Regions from separate parts of the Gossypium hirsutum genome. Here regions 1 and 2 are each linked to region 3. The links are chromatin contacts, called in public Hi-C maps. All regions are on one chromosome and are shown on one strand. The core of a region is the stretch at or near the end of the contact, and the rest is flanking DNA. Distances in the headings are between cores, read along the strand shown. Region 1 has its middle 33 kb from the start of LOC107951276. Region 2 holds the start of LOC107901469 (sec-independent protein translocase protein TATB, chloroplastic). Region 3 holds the start of LOC107901452 (mitogen-activated protein kinase kinase kinase YODA).

Region 1 (3,874 bases), core at 515-3,014, 220 kb after region 3:
CATTTTTTTTATATATTCAGAAAGGAGCTGTTTGACGTAAAGTTTGGTTATATTTTTAATTTATCTAATTACTGGCGTGGTTTCTTATGGCATCGAAAAGATGAGAAGGACGACTAGGCTTTGGGCTTTTGCCTGTTGTACTCACCTTTCAAGCAATCCTTTACTTCAGACACCACCTTGTACGACAACTTGCAAACAGCAAGAAGAATCTGGGAGCAATAATTTCAAATTTTATTATCAGTTACGAATATATGACTTTACAATTCTGAATATATACTAATGGGTTGATCACTTAACTGATACTAATAATTTTAAAAATTAGTAGACTTTAAATAATTAATTTTTTTATAAATTTTATCTTAATACAATAAAATGTATATTTAAAATTTTTAAAATATAACTCTAAATCCTACAAAAATTTTAAAGGTCTGAGATTTAAAAAATAAAATACTAAGGATTTTTTTTAATAGATAAGGGGTGAAATTTTGACCCATTCTCCCTTGAGAGGGATAGCAACTGTAACAGCATACCTATTCCAATGCATAAGAATTAAGTTGCCGGTAGGGCATCGGATGCCTGACAAAAAGGTTTTTATTTCCCACAACATAGAAGCCGATGCTTATGGCCTTCACCAACAAAAACAACAACAACTATTACAATCTCCCATCAACTCCAAAGAGCATCACCATTTAAAACAAAATCATCTTGTCTCGAGAATTAGAAATCATCGCCTCCATCATCATATCCAAGATCATCTTCAACCTTCTCCGCCACTTCATCTTCGAAATGATCCTCCAGCGCATCCACGCCCTCCGCTAATGCCAGTCCACCCAAAGCCCCTGCAACCGCACCCACAGCCAATCCTGTCCCCATCCCTCCGAACTTACTCTTCTTCTTCTCCACTTGCCCGTAGTACCCACCACTTCCTTCACCGTACGCCGGCCGAGCATTGTAATTGTACGCACTGTAGGGATACCCAGAAGGTGGGGCTGCATAGTAAGGACTTTGTGGTGGTGGCGGCTGAGCGTATGGGTAAGGAAAACCATAAGTTGGCGGAGCTCCTGGGTAGGCTCTTGAATCCTGTGCTGGGACCCCGTAGGGTGGGGCCCGGTACGGATCGGGATCATGATAGCGTGGCTCTCGGATCAAAACTCTAACGTCAACATTTCCTTGAGGTCTCCCAGAGGGTCGCTTCAGCTTGAGCGTTTTCTCGTGGCTTACTTCGAAGCCGGCCTTATCAAGGACTTTTCGGAGCTTGATCTTACCTGAGCCAATGAGTGGTTTGGTGTGCTCCTCGGAACCGGCGTGGACGACGTCGATGAAGAGAATGGTGTCGTCGTCCACGGGACCAGCAGGGAGAGGGATGACCAGAGTTTAGTCCCATATGGGACAAGTGTCACCCTCCTCATCGACTTTGGTGGAGCACTTGTTCTTTGGGTCCACCCACAAGACGACGTACGGCCTGATTGGGCCGTGACGCCAATTGACGTTTTTGAGATCTTTGGCGGAGGAGAGGGTCACCTCTATTTCACGGGGAGAGGCCATTAATATGCTTCTTAATCAAGGTGGAGATGAGTAAAATGGATCTGGTTTGGTTTTGGAGTATGACCAAACAAGGTGATGACTCAAGTATATATAGGTTCTAGGAAAGAGGTTTTTATGACATTAAACGTAATCACCAGATTGACCTTTTCATCTATATGGGGAATGGGAACTGGGGAAGGAAATACTTAGAGAAGGACATGGACATTATGGTCTAAACAAAGGGTGAGACTGGGGAAGGGATTAACAAGAGGTGGGGTAGCTGGGTATTCTTAATTGCTTAAATGTGAATTTGAGAGAGAGACAGGTGCCGACTTTGAATTGCACAATGACAAATATTATTACCAAACATGGAGCATGCACATATCCTTCATGATCTTCTACACGCCCCTATAATTTTTCTTTTGGTAATAAACATCCCTACATTATTAACAATTTACCTTTAAGGGATTTTTATTAAAATTATATTAACTTATTACTTTTTTTTTCAAATTAACATGGGTTGGAAATTTTTAATAAAATGATATGTTTTAAACAGTAAAAAATTGCAGACGCTTCTAAAAGCCTAAGGGCTTGTTTGATTGGTGTAAAATATTTTTCGGAAAATATTTTTCGAAATTTCCTGTGTTTGTTTTGTGGAAAATGAATTCCCATATAAAAATATTTTACAAACACGGTAAAATCCGAAGCTTTTTTTGGAAATTGTCTTACCCATTTCTCTACCGTAAGACATTTTCCTTTCTCCTTTCTCTTCTAAGCAAATTTTCTTCCACATCTTCATCTCCGTTCATCACCTCCCCTCACCATCTCCGTTCGTCATCTCCGTCGACCGTCGGCCTTACTTCTATTTTGAAGAAACCCTAAAAAATTGGCAGGCACAGTCAAGAAAAGAAAGCCCAGAAGCAGTGGTTCTCTCTCTGTCATCAACAGGTATTTTTTCTGTTAATTTTCACTGATTTGATTCCTAGATCGGGTCTGGTTCTTGCTTTTCTTGGTTTTCATCTTTGTTGTTGATTTATATTTTGCCCTCTTTATACATAATGTTTTGTGTAGAGAATGAGTATATATGTTGTATCATGTTGAATAGGAATATATAATTGAACCTATTTTACTTTTCTTTTCCCAGTTGGTTGTGGAAAGAATGTTGGCTTCTGAAGGAATAAAAAGGGTAGAAGTGGGCGGAGATGAATTTGAAAAACAAGTTTGGGAGTGGAAAGAGAAGTATGTCTTCCCTTAAATTATTTGCATACTTGGTTTTTCTGCTGTTCTTTGCTGATTTTGAATCTGTTACTTTGTACATATCATCTATTGTGTTTTTGTTGTTTATGAAGAAATGGCTTGGGGGGGTTCTCCACAACTTCAATAAATTCTACTTCTTCTCATTCCAAATATTGATACTTATGGAGTTTTATTGCTTTAACCGTTGCTTAATTTCTGGTGTTTATTGTTCATATTTGACCATTAAGGTTTCATATAGGTACTATTTTGTTTTGTATGTTTTATCTATTTTTTGTTCATTGCTGGTCTTTTTTCTTTTCAATTTCAGGTATGGTGGGATCATTACTAATCAAATTAAGAGACTTGGGGCTTCTTGTGACTAGACTAGAGAATGTTTCACCCTCGATGAGCAGCTAAATCGTAAGACAAGATTTTTATCTAGTAAAAGTGAAATCTAGCTAATGTTCAAAGTCTTTAAATTATGTGTAAAGTTCCAATCTGTGACATGTTTTACTTGTTACCTCATTTGTTTTCTTTGCATTGTACATATGGCAGTAATAATAGTAGTGATAATCATAGAAGTAATAATTAGGCGCCTACATTTGTTCAAATAACAGTAGGGTAAGTTTGTGTTCTGAACTTGCATTCCTATTGCAGGAGCTATTATAGAGGCATTTATTAGACTTCACGAAAAAGGATTAATTTATCAAGGTATATGCCAAAATTTCATTGTTTACTATCATGTTTCACTTCCCTAACTGATATTTAGCATGTTTATTTTCTCATTTGATCATAATATTCTATCTTCCTGATGTATATGGTATTGCTCAATGTGCAGATTCCTCACTTGAGACCTGCGGAATACAAGAGGTCTAGGTTACCTAGGAATAGGAGGACTGTGAACCGTGCCTATGGTGGTGTGTTATCTGGCAGTGCAGTCAGGGAGAGGTGTGCTTTGATCTATTCGCAAATAATATTAATAGTTCATGCCTTAGTAATTTTTCTTCTTTTTAGGACAATGACAGATGCTTCAAATGTGAATTATTTTGACCTTAACACTTGTTGAATAATTTACGAAAATGTCAATGGTTTTTTATAGGATTATTTGGGCCTT
Region 2 (3,814 bases), core at 154-2,653, 130 kb after region 3:
ACTATTACATGTAAAAGAATTCTACTCAGATTTGCTATTCTAGAGGTTCGAATCCACTGGCAACTAAAAATCTTTGAATTTCAGGCATCTAGTCTAGGAATGGAAGTTCTGTCATTTGGAATTGGCTTGTATCTACAGATGTTACTCGGACAGGTTTGTTACTTTGTGTTTTTTGCGGCAACTAAGATGGAGCTGAAGCTGAAGTATTATTTTAATTTTTGGTTGCAATCATCTGCATTTGCTGCTTTTTTTAATGTAATAAATGAATGAAAATATGCTCTTTTTATCTCTTACCTGTTCAACAAATACTTTGGCCTTGTTTTGGTATTATATGTTGCAAAGACACGTACCTCTCTATCCTTTTTAAAATATTTGTATTCAACACATAAATTAAATATACTCATACAAAATATATATCCATATTCAACTATCATACTTAGTATCATCCGATCTCCATTACTATGTAGTTTAGAATCTTCAGAGAATTGAAAATATATTCTGATTCTGGATCCTATGTGAAGTTTATTATTTCATTCAATAAATAATTTTAAAAAAAATTTAAGCCACCCTTTTTTTATTATATAATATTATGGTGATAGATGACATGATATAATTTGAACTCTTACCAAAATAGATGTCTAATCAAAACTTTAATCCTTGCTCCATACAAGTAAGTAAATCAAGACAGAACATATTATCCTCTAGTCCTATAATCCATGATTCTATATAATTCATCATTTATATTATATATTATCGTATACTCATATTAAAAAAGGTAAAAAAAAAATCAAAAAATGCATGTCCAGAACGAACCTGGACAAACGCAAGTCTAGGTTCATCTCATCAAAATTCAAAAATCTCAAAACTGAAAACCCTTTTAGATTTACTTTAAAATACACGTGTAGTTGTTAAAATAAGTTTAGAATGAATTTCCAAATTTAGATAAATTTTGGCCCCAATTATTCAAGTTCATTTTGGACATGTATCTTTAGTAAAAAAATTATATAAAATTTCAATAAATTTTTTAATTTTTTATATAGTTATATTTATTTAATAATTTTTTTTAAAAAATCACTATATAAGTCATCCACTCTTTTTTATTTTATTTAATAATGAGGTATAATAATATTATTTATCGATGATATCGATAAATAAAACTTGTGGACCACGGTGTATTAAATATTATTCCTAAGATTAATATGAAAAAGAAAAAGAAAGTATAAGAATCGAATTGAAAATATTACCAATTAATCCAGGGTAAAGGTTATTGAAGAAAGAAAACTGAACGTAACTCATTTTTATCAAACATCGTGGAGAAGCCCTAAAAAATTGGGCTATCTTAAACATGATGTGCCAGCATTTGACTACCTAAATCAAGCCCAGAACTTGGTGATGGCTGATCATGATAGTCAGGTGTCGACCCACATTGAAATGGCCGTTTCAGCCTACAATAAGATCTCCAGAATCCGGATCAAGTGAGCTCCAAAAGAAACCTTCTCTGTAATTGTTGGTATCGTAATCTCCTCGACCATCATTTTCCACATATTGCATTTTTAGACATCTTCCCATTTCAAGATAACCTTGTCCCCTCCCAATTCCATGTCTATGCTCGGAAAAATCTAAGCTCTCCTTAAACTCACTAAAATTATCTATCTCTTCAAATGACCACAATTATGGCCGTCTCAACTTCCGCATTCTTATTCACACCTTCCGTTAGCTCCAAGTCCACTACTTTCTCCTTCTCTCCTTTAGTTTCACATCGCAAATCCTTTCCTTTCCGTTTCACCACGTGGTTTCCTCAGTTGGGTCCATCTTTTTTTTCTCAATGGAGTGGTCTAAAGCATCTGGGCATTTCAATGTCACCAAAATCTCTTAAATTAGGTTTTTTTTTTTTTTTGGTCTGGGTTTCCTCTTTTTAAGATGTCTTTTTACTCTATGCAGTTCATTTATTTTGATTATTGAATTTCAGAAAAAAAAGGAAGATGTAAAGGAAAGGTGGTTCATGCATCTTTGTTTGGCGTTGGAGCTCCTGAGGCTCTGGTTATTGGGGTAGTTGCTTTGTTGGTGTTTGGTCCCAAGGGTCTGGCTGAGGTATGTTCTGCCTTTATATACTAAGGGACAAGTCATTCTCATTTGCATGTTGTTTCAATTATAAGCACCAACCTGTCACTTGCTCCTTTTATGGTTTGTAACATTTGATGATTTTCCAGGCTGTTTGTGTCTATCATATGTTTGTAATGTATGTATTTGTACAGTTCAAGTTTCTAATTTCATGCGGGTATTGGATTTAGATAGGTCCTAAGCTTTGGAAACGTAGGCTTTGTGGCAACTATTTTAAAATATTAATCTCTATTCAACGCTTCAAATATGAATTAATCAACAAGAAGCAAAAAAATTGGTAGAATTTTCTAAGGAGTGCCTGGGAAGTTGGTATGATAAATTGTTGAAACTGAAAATTATTGCTGGTTTAGTGTTGGATTTTATAGACAATACTTAGCTTTGCTTGAAACTGAAATTGATATGGTTTCTTGTCTTATATTAGAATTCAAATGTTCGTTTAAATTATAATCTTAGATGATAGAAAGAATCCTTTTTATTGAAAGCCATTCCCATGACTTAATTTTAGTAAAGAGAAGGAAAATTTTTCGCTTATTTTGAAGAAGTCTTATTTTTTATCAGTTTTTACTCATCTTTCTAGTTTCAAATTTAAAATTGTACTAACTATTCTTTAGTTTATATCTAACTATTGTACTACATCTGTAATAAATAAGCATTTTCCTCATATATAAGACTAGTAACCAAGCGAGGCATTAATGTAGTGTTGTTTGACAAGATAATGATTTTTTTCCCTTGATGCAAAAACATTGTTGTCATTTAAGTCCAATTCATTCCATTGTATTACCCTATTTTAAACTCTTAAGTTCCCCTATCCTTTCAGGGCTCATTCTAATGATGCCTTGATGTATTTAGTGATCCAGATCTTTAAGAATAAGTGTTGTGTCTTTTACCTCAGATCCCTCTTGACATTTTACTAAATGGTTGAATATGTCAAGAAGAATCTAACTTGTGAGGACTGGAGAGTTAAAAGACATTAATTTTGCTATATATCACATTTTATTAATTAGGCTTCAAGTTATTCAAATCGAAGGGATGAATATTTCCTTAGGTATTGTGATAAGGACTGATAATCAATTATTAAATATGCTGTATCCATGATGTCTGATGTACCATAAAGGCATTAAAATAAAACATATAAGTGCTTGGATGCTTTGATTCTTTACGAAGTAGCTGCATTGTATCAAGAATTTATTTACAAGTGCATGGCAGACATTTTGATGCCTTCCATAAATGACTATTCTCCCAGTTTAGCAAATGTGGTCGCTAAATGTTGAGGCTGCATTATATTGTTACTTTTGCTACTTATTTTAAATAATTAAAAATTATAGAAAAGTCTTTTGCGTACAAAATATGTCACTGTCCTTTTATGTAAGATAATTATGTTTAAATTTTGTCACATTTGATCTGCATATTCGTTTTTTAGTTGAATACAATTATGCTTTTTACCATTCATATATTATTCTGTAGAAATTTTTGAGGAAGCGAAAACCAAGTTTTAAATATGTTGATCAAATGATCAAACAGAACCTTTATAGTTAGGATCATATTCTGTTTAAGTTAAATCCTCTCAGCCTCTCAAATGGCATATTAAAGTGCAGGTTGCTAGGAATCTAGGGAAAACATTGCGTGCGTTTCAACCCACCATTAGAGAACTTCAGGTAGGGTCTGAACCCTTTGGTTTTACTCATATCTTTAC
Region 3 (4,044 bases), core at 725-3,224:
AGAAATCCTCATTCTAGCACGAACAAGACAGAGATAGGCTTACCTGGAAGGGCTGTTTGCCGCAATCCTAGTCCCATTGTCATAATCAGTTGCTTGCAGACTACGATGATGTGCGTCGGTGGGATCATCACTTTCAGCTGAGCTCTCACTGAAAACTGAAGCAGTAACACAATCTCCATCTGTATCATTAGGATTTAGCCTATGACGTATGCATGCAGGTCTTGGGAGAGGCAGAAATAATGATGACTTGGAGCCTTTTTCTGGCCTTGATTTTGATGATATGCCAATTCCAGAGTCTGTACGACCCACTATTGCAGGATGCAGATCAGGAAGTGGCAGCGGCTGAGCATGAGGCCTTTGGACAAAACTTTGACACCTAGACACCTGTTTAGAAGGTGAAGGAGACCTAGATTCTGGTCGGGATTGAGATCCCTTTTCTGAAATTGTGTCATTGCCATGTCTACGAGATACTCCTGATCTACTGTTTGGTTTACCTTCTGAAGGAATCTTAAATTTCCGGTGTAAGGTATCAATGAAACTTTCCTTGTTTGTTTTCTTCTTCACTTCTTTGGATGATGACTTTCCCCACCAAGAAGGCATGTTTCAAATTTTTTTGACCTGAGATACCACTTGGCAAAGTGTTCCTAAAGCAAATCCATTTCCAAATACCGAAACTGTAGAGCTCAACGACAATAAAGGATCCGGTTCTTTAATACAATCAATTCAAAATAGTGAAGCTTTGAAGAATTCTGGATTGTGAGCTAGAATCCTATGAGCCTCACAACCAGCACCGTAACTTGAATCTGCAGACAAAAAAGAAAATAGAAGTGCGGAGGAAAGACTAAATGCTTAGTTTTTGTCAAAACCTTTGCATAAATGCTCAACAACCATCACAATATCACAGTCATAGTCCATACCACACACGAATTACCTACTTTGAGTACTTAGACAGGAAAATCAGTTAATGCATCTTTGTCTATCTTCTACAACAACAAATTTCATCGGATAGAAACAACAATCTTCAGAAAGCATGCCTCAAAGAAACCACGGTATCTCATTTTCTTCATTAAAGGAATAGACTACATGGTATGCATGCCACTAAAAGATTCAGAACAGATGTTATCAGAAATCTGGAAAAAGTTCTCTTAAACCTCAGTCCCTACTGCCTTCAGCCTTTGGTGTTCCTCAGATAACTACTTTAGGTCCCAAAAGAACCAGGTTCAGACTGTTGCACTTCTACTTCTTCGAAAACACCGAAAGAGGACAACATTTTGATTTCACCAATGTAAATAAATGAGAAACAATGAAAAGAAATCACATCCTTTTTCTATAACAATAAACAAACTCAAATTCAATCCCTATCTGAAACAAGCATCTCCCAAAATCCATATTACAACCCAAAAACACAATATTGTGAATCTCAAACCTTTTTTTTTGTTGAGACCGTGATTTAATACTCAACTTTTTCTTTTTCCTCCCCAATTTTCTCCGAAACCAAACAAAAATTACGATCTGAAAACTTCTCGAAACCGTAAGTTCCAACCAACAGATCTACATACGAACTCCAAAACCATATTAGAAAAAAAAAACTCCAATGAACACCAAAATTAACTGAAAAATAAAAGGTAACATATATTGCTAAACACCAAATAAAACAAAACAAATAAAAAGGAAAAAGGAACTTACTTCACATGCTTGGAGCTACGAATCTGAGCTCCATCCCACTGATAAATTTGCGAAATTTTGGTTTATATCATCGCAAGCTAAGAAGCAAAAAGCATAACAAAATATTTAAAATAAACCCTAGAAATCTAAATTGAAAGAGATGAAATTTTCAAAATTTTTAACTTTAAAGTTTTTAGCTTTACAGAAATTGTGAGTCAGTTACTAGATCGCGTAGAGAGAGATTGACAGAAAGGGAGAGAGAGAGAGGATGTCTGAGTTAAGAAATGGAGTTGTCTGAACGTTAATATTATAAATAAATAAATTTTATTAATCATAAATAAATAATAATAATTAAGTAAGACTAGCTGCAGCAGTAAGTTTCCACGTACAGTTTTTTTTTTTTAATTTCTTCTTTGTACGATCGTTTAAACTCACGAGAATAACAATATTTCTTTTTCTCAAAAAAATCTATTTTTTAACTTTAAAAAGCAATATATTTTCTATTAGTTTTAAATTTATTTAAAATATTTTACTCTATATCTTAACTTCTATTGCCCTATTATAAAAATTTGTATTGAAGTTTAATTTACATTAAAAATAAAAATAGATTTTAAAATTATAAGGATTGAACAATTAATATATTTCTTAATTTAATTATTTATGAAATTTGTAATAATTTTTAAAATATATAAATGAAACAATAAGTATCCATATATGATATATGTAAATTCAACAATTATTAGTATGAAAAATTATGCCAGTTGAGTGGTAACGTAATTAGCATAATTGTTATTATAATAGGAAGACACAACTAAAATGCGTTTAAACATATTTTTCTTAAACATTCTTAAAAAATTATTAGTAGTAAAAAAAGGTATGATTCAAATTTTTATTTCTTGATGAAGTGAGAAGAAATAATTAAAGAAAAGAAAATGTGATGTAGTGGAATTAATGAAATAGATTTTTATTTGGATGCTAGAAGAGAAAACAAATTAACTGACTTATTTTTTTTCTCCCATCATTAATGGAAGAGAATTTCGTTTTTATTTCTTCAAACCTGCATGCATTAAAAAACAAATATATTTCTTTTTTTATTTTGGTGCTTTCTTTCATGGAAAATTATTTTATTCATTCCGTTTTTTTTCTTTTTATGTTATGAAAATACTTTATTTTTATCAGTTCTAGGTTTTCATTAGTGAATTTTGAATAGTATCTCCTTTTTGTAAAAGCTTAATAATCATTGATTGAAATTAGAATTTTTATATTATAAATTTTGACAAATTCGGGGGTTCAAATGGTAGAATGTCAAGTTAGGTTGTAATTTTTTTTATCATTAAAAAACTTAGAGTGGAATAGAAAAAGACAGCTTTAGTTTCACATTTGCTGAAAATTAGTGTGATATTTCATTAGTAAAATTAACTTTATTCAAATACATTATATTTGAAAAAAGAAATGCATATGACACAGATATAATATATTTAATACATGATGTAAGACTATTGTATTCATGCTGAAAATCTACTTTCTCTCTCTCTCTCTCTATATATATATATTTTTTATAAATAATTAAATTAAACGATTTTCATTGTTTGAAAGAAAAAAAAAGATTATTTATTTATTTTGTAGTAGTATTAGTTTATCTTATTATTTTCACGCTGAAACGGTAGTAACGATGCATGGGTTTGAGTGTGGAAAAATTCAAAGCCTCCAAATTTAGACCTGCCTCTGGCTGATTGCCGCTCTAAAATTAATTAAGCTTTTGACGATAGTATCCAAGTCAATTTAACCTAATCTAACCACACGCACCATATTTTTATGGTCCACTCTTCCATGCACTTCTTCTGAAAAGATATTTACGTTTCTATCAAAACCCTTAACCTTCGCTTTGTCAACTGAATTTTGGTGAATACAGAATATCGAAACGGAGTTAGAAAAAACAATGAGTTAAAAAGAAAAAAAATGTTTCTATTTTTTCCAACTAATAATTCAAATAAAATTATGGTGAGTGAAAATGATCGTGAGTGATCATAATTGAACACTTTGTTATTAACAAACTAGATAATTTCTTTTAGAAAAAATATTGGTTTATGATGCATATACAAGTTTCGAGTTAAATTTTGATTTTAAAAAAGTCGAATTTGTAACTTTGAACTAGATCAGAAGATGATCTTCAGAACTGATGTGACATTCTTCAAAATTTCTTCAAGTTCTTAGACTTATTCAGAGAACTATGTAGAGATTTTATGAGCTCGAGATTTTATGAGCTCCTTAAACTTGTCAATATGTATAATAGCTTGAGTGACCCATTTTTATAGTGTCAATTACTTGAATAAAATAGAGTTATTGTGAATTTAACTACTCCATTCGATTGTTCTACTA

What was found. A called contact is a pair of places that touch in the nucleus more often than the background predicts.
Region 1: a contact with region 3 is called in a Hi-C map of leaf, with 2.6 times the contacts expected there. The contact joins the enhancer-like site here to the promoter of LOC107901452 in region 3. A contact is called at or near these places in 8 of 34 Hi-C or Micro-C datasets (callus, hypocotyl, leaf and 1 more).
Region 2: a Hi-C map of leaf shows a contact between it and region 3, with 3 times the contacts expected there. The contact joins the promoter of LOC107901469 here to the promoter of LOC107901452 in region 3. A contact is called at or near these places in 13 of 34 Hi-C or Micro-C datasets (callus, hypocotyl, leaf and 1 more).

Annotation. Positions count from the first base shown.
Region 1 is chrD09:18,649,382-18,653,255 of Gossypium_hirsutum_v2.1, forward strand. It overlaps the pseudogene LOC107951275. Among protein-coding and RNA genes, the nearest start is that of LOC107951276, 33 kb to the right of the region's middle. Within about 2 kb of position 1,765, at least 9 of the 9 cell types and tissues checked have an H3K27ac peak or open chromatin away from gene starts, as enhancers often do. A contact at or near this core is called in hypocotyl and leaf, where this site is marked.
Region 2 is chrD09:18,563,100-18,566,913 of Gossypium_hirsutum_v2.1, forward strand. LOC107901469 (sec-independent protein translocase protein TATB, chloroplastic) reads left to right here and starts at 1,404. Exons shown (of 6, transcript XM_016827493.2): 1 at 1,404-1,881; 2 at 1,970-2,091; 3 at 3,717-3,776. The coding sequence starts at 1,662.
Region 3 is chrD09:18,431,938-18,435,981 of Gossypium_hirsutum_v2.1, forward strand. LOC107901452 (mitogen-activated protein kinase kinase kinase YODA) reads right to left here and starts at 1,975. Exons shown (of 12, transcript XM_041101703.1): 1 at 1,687-1,975; 2 at 44-803. The coding sequence starts at 600.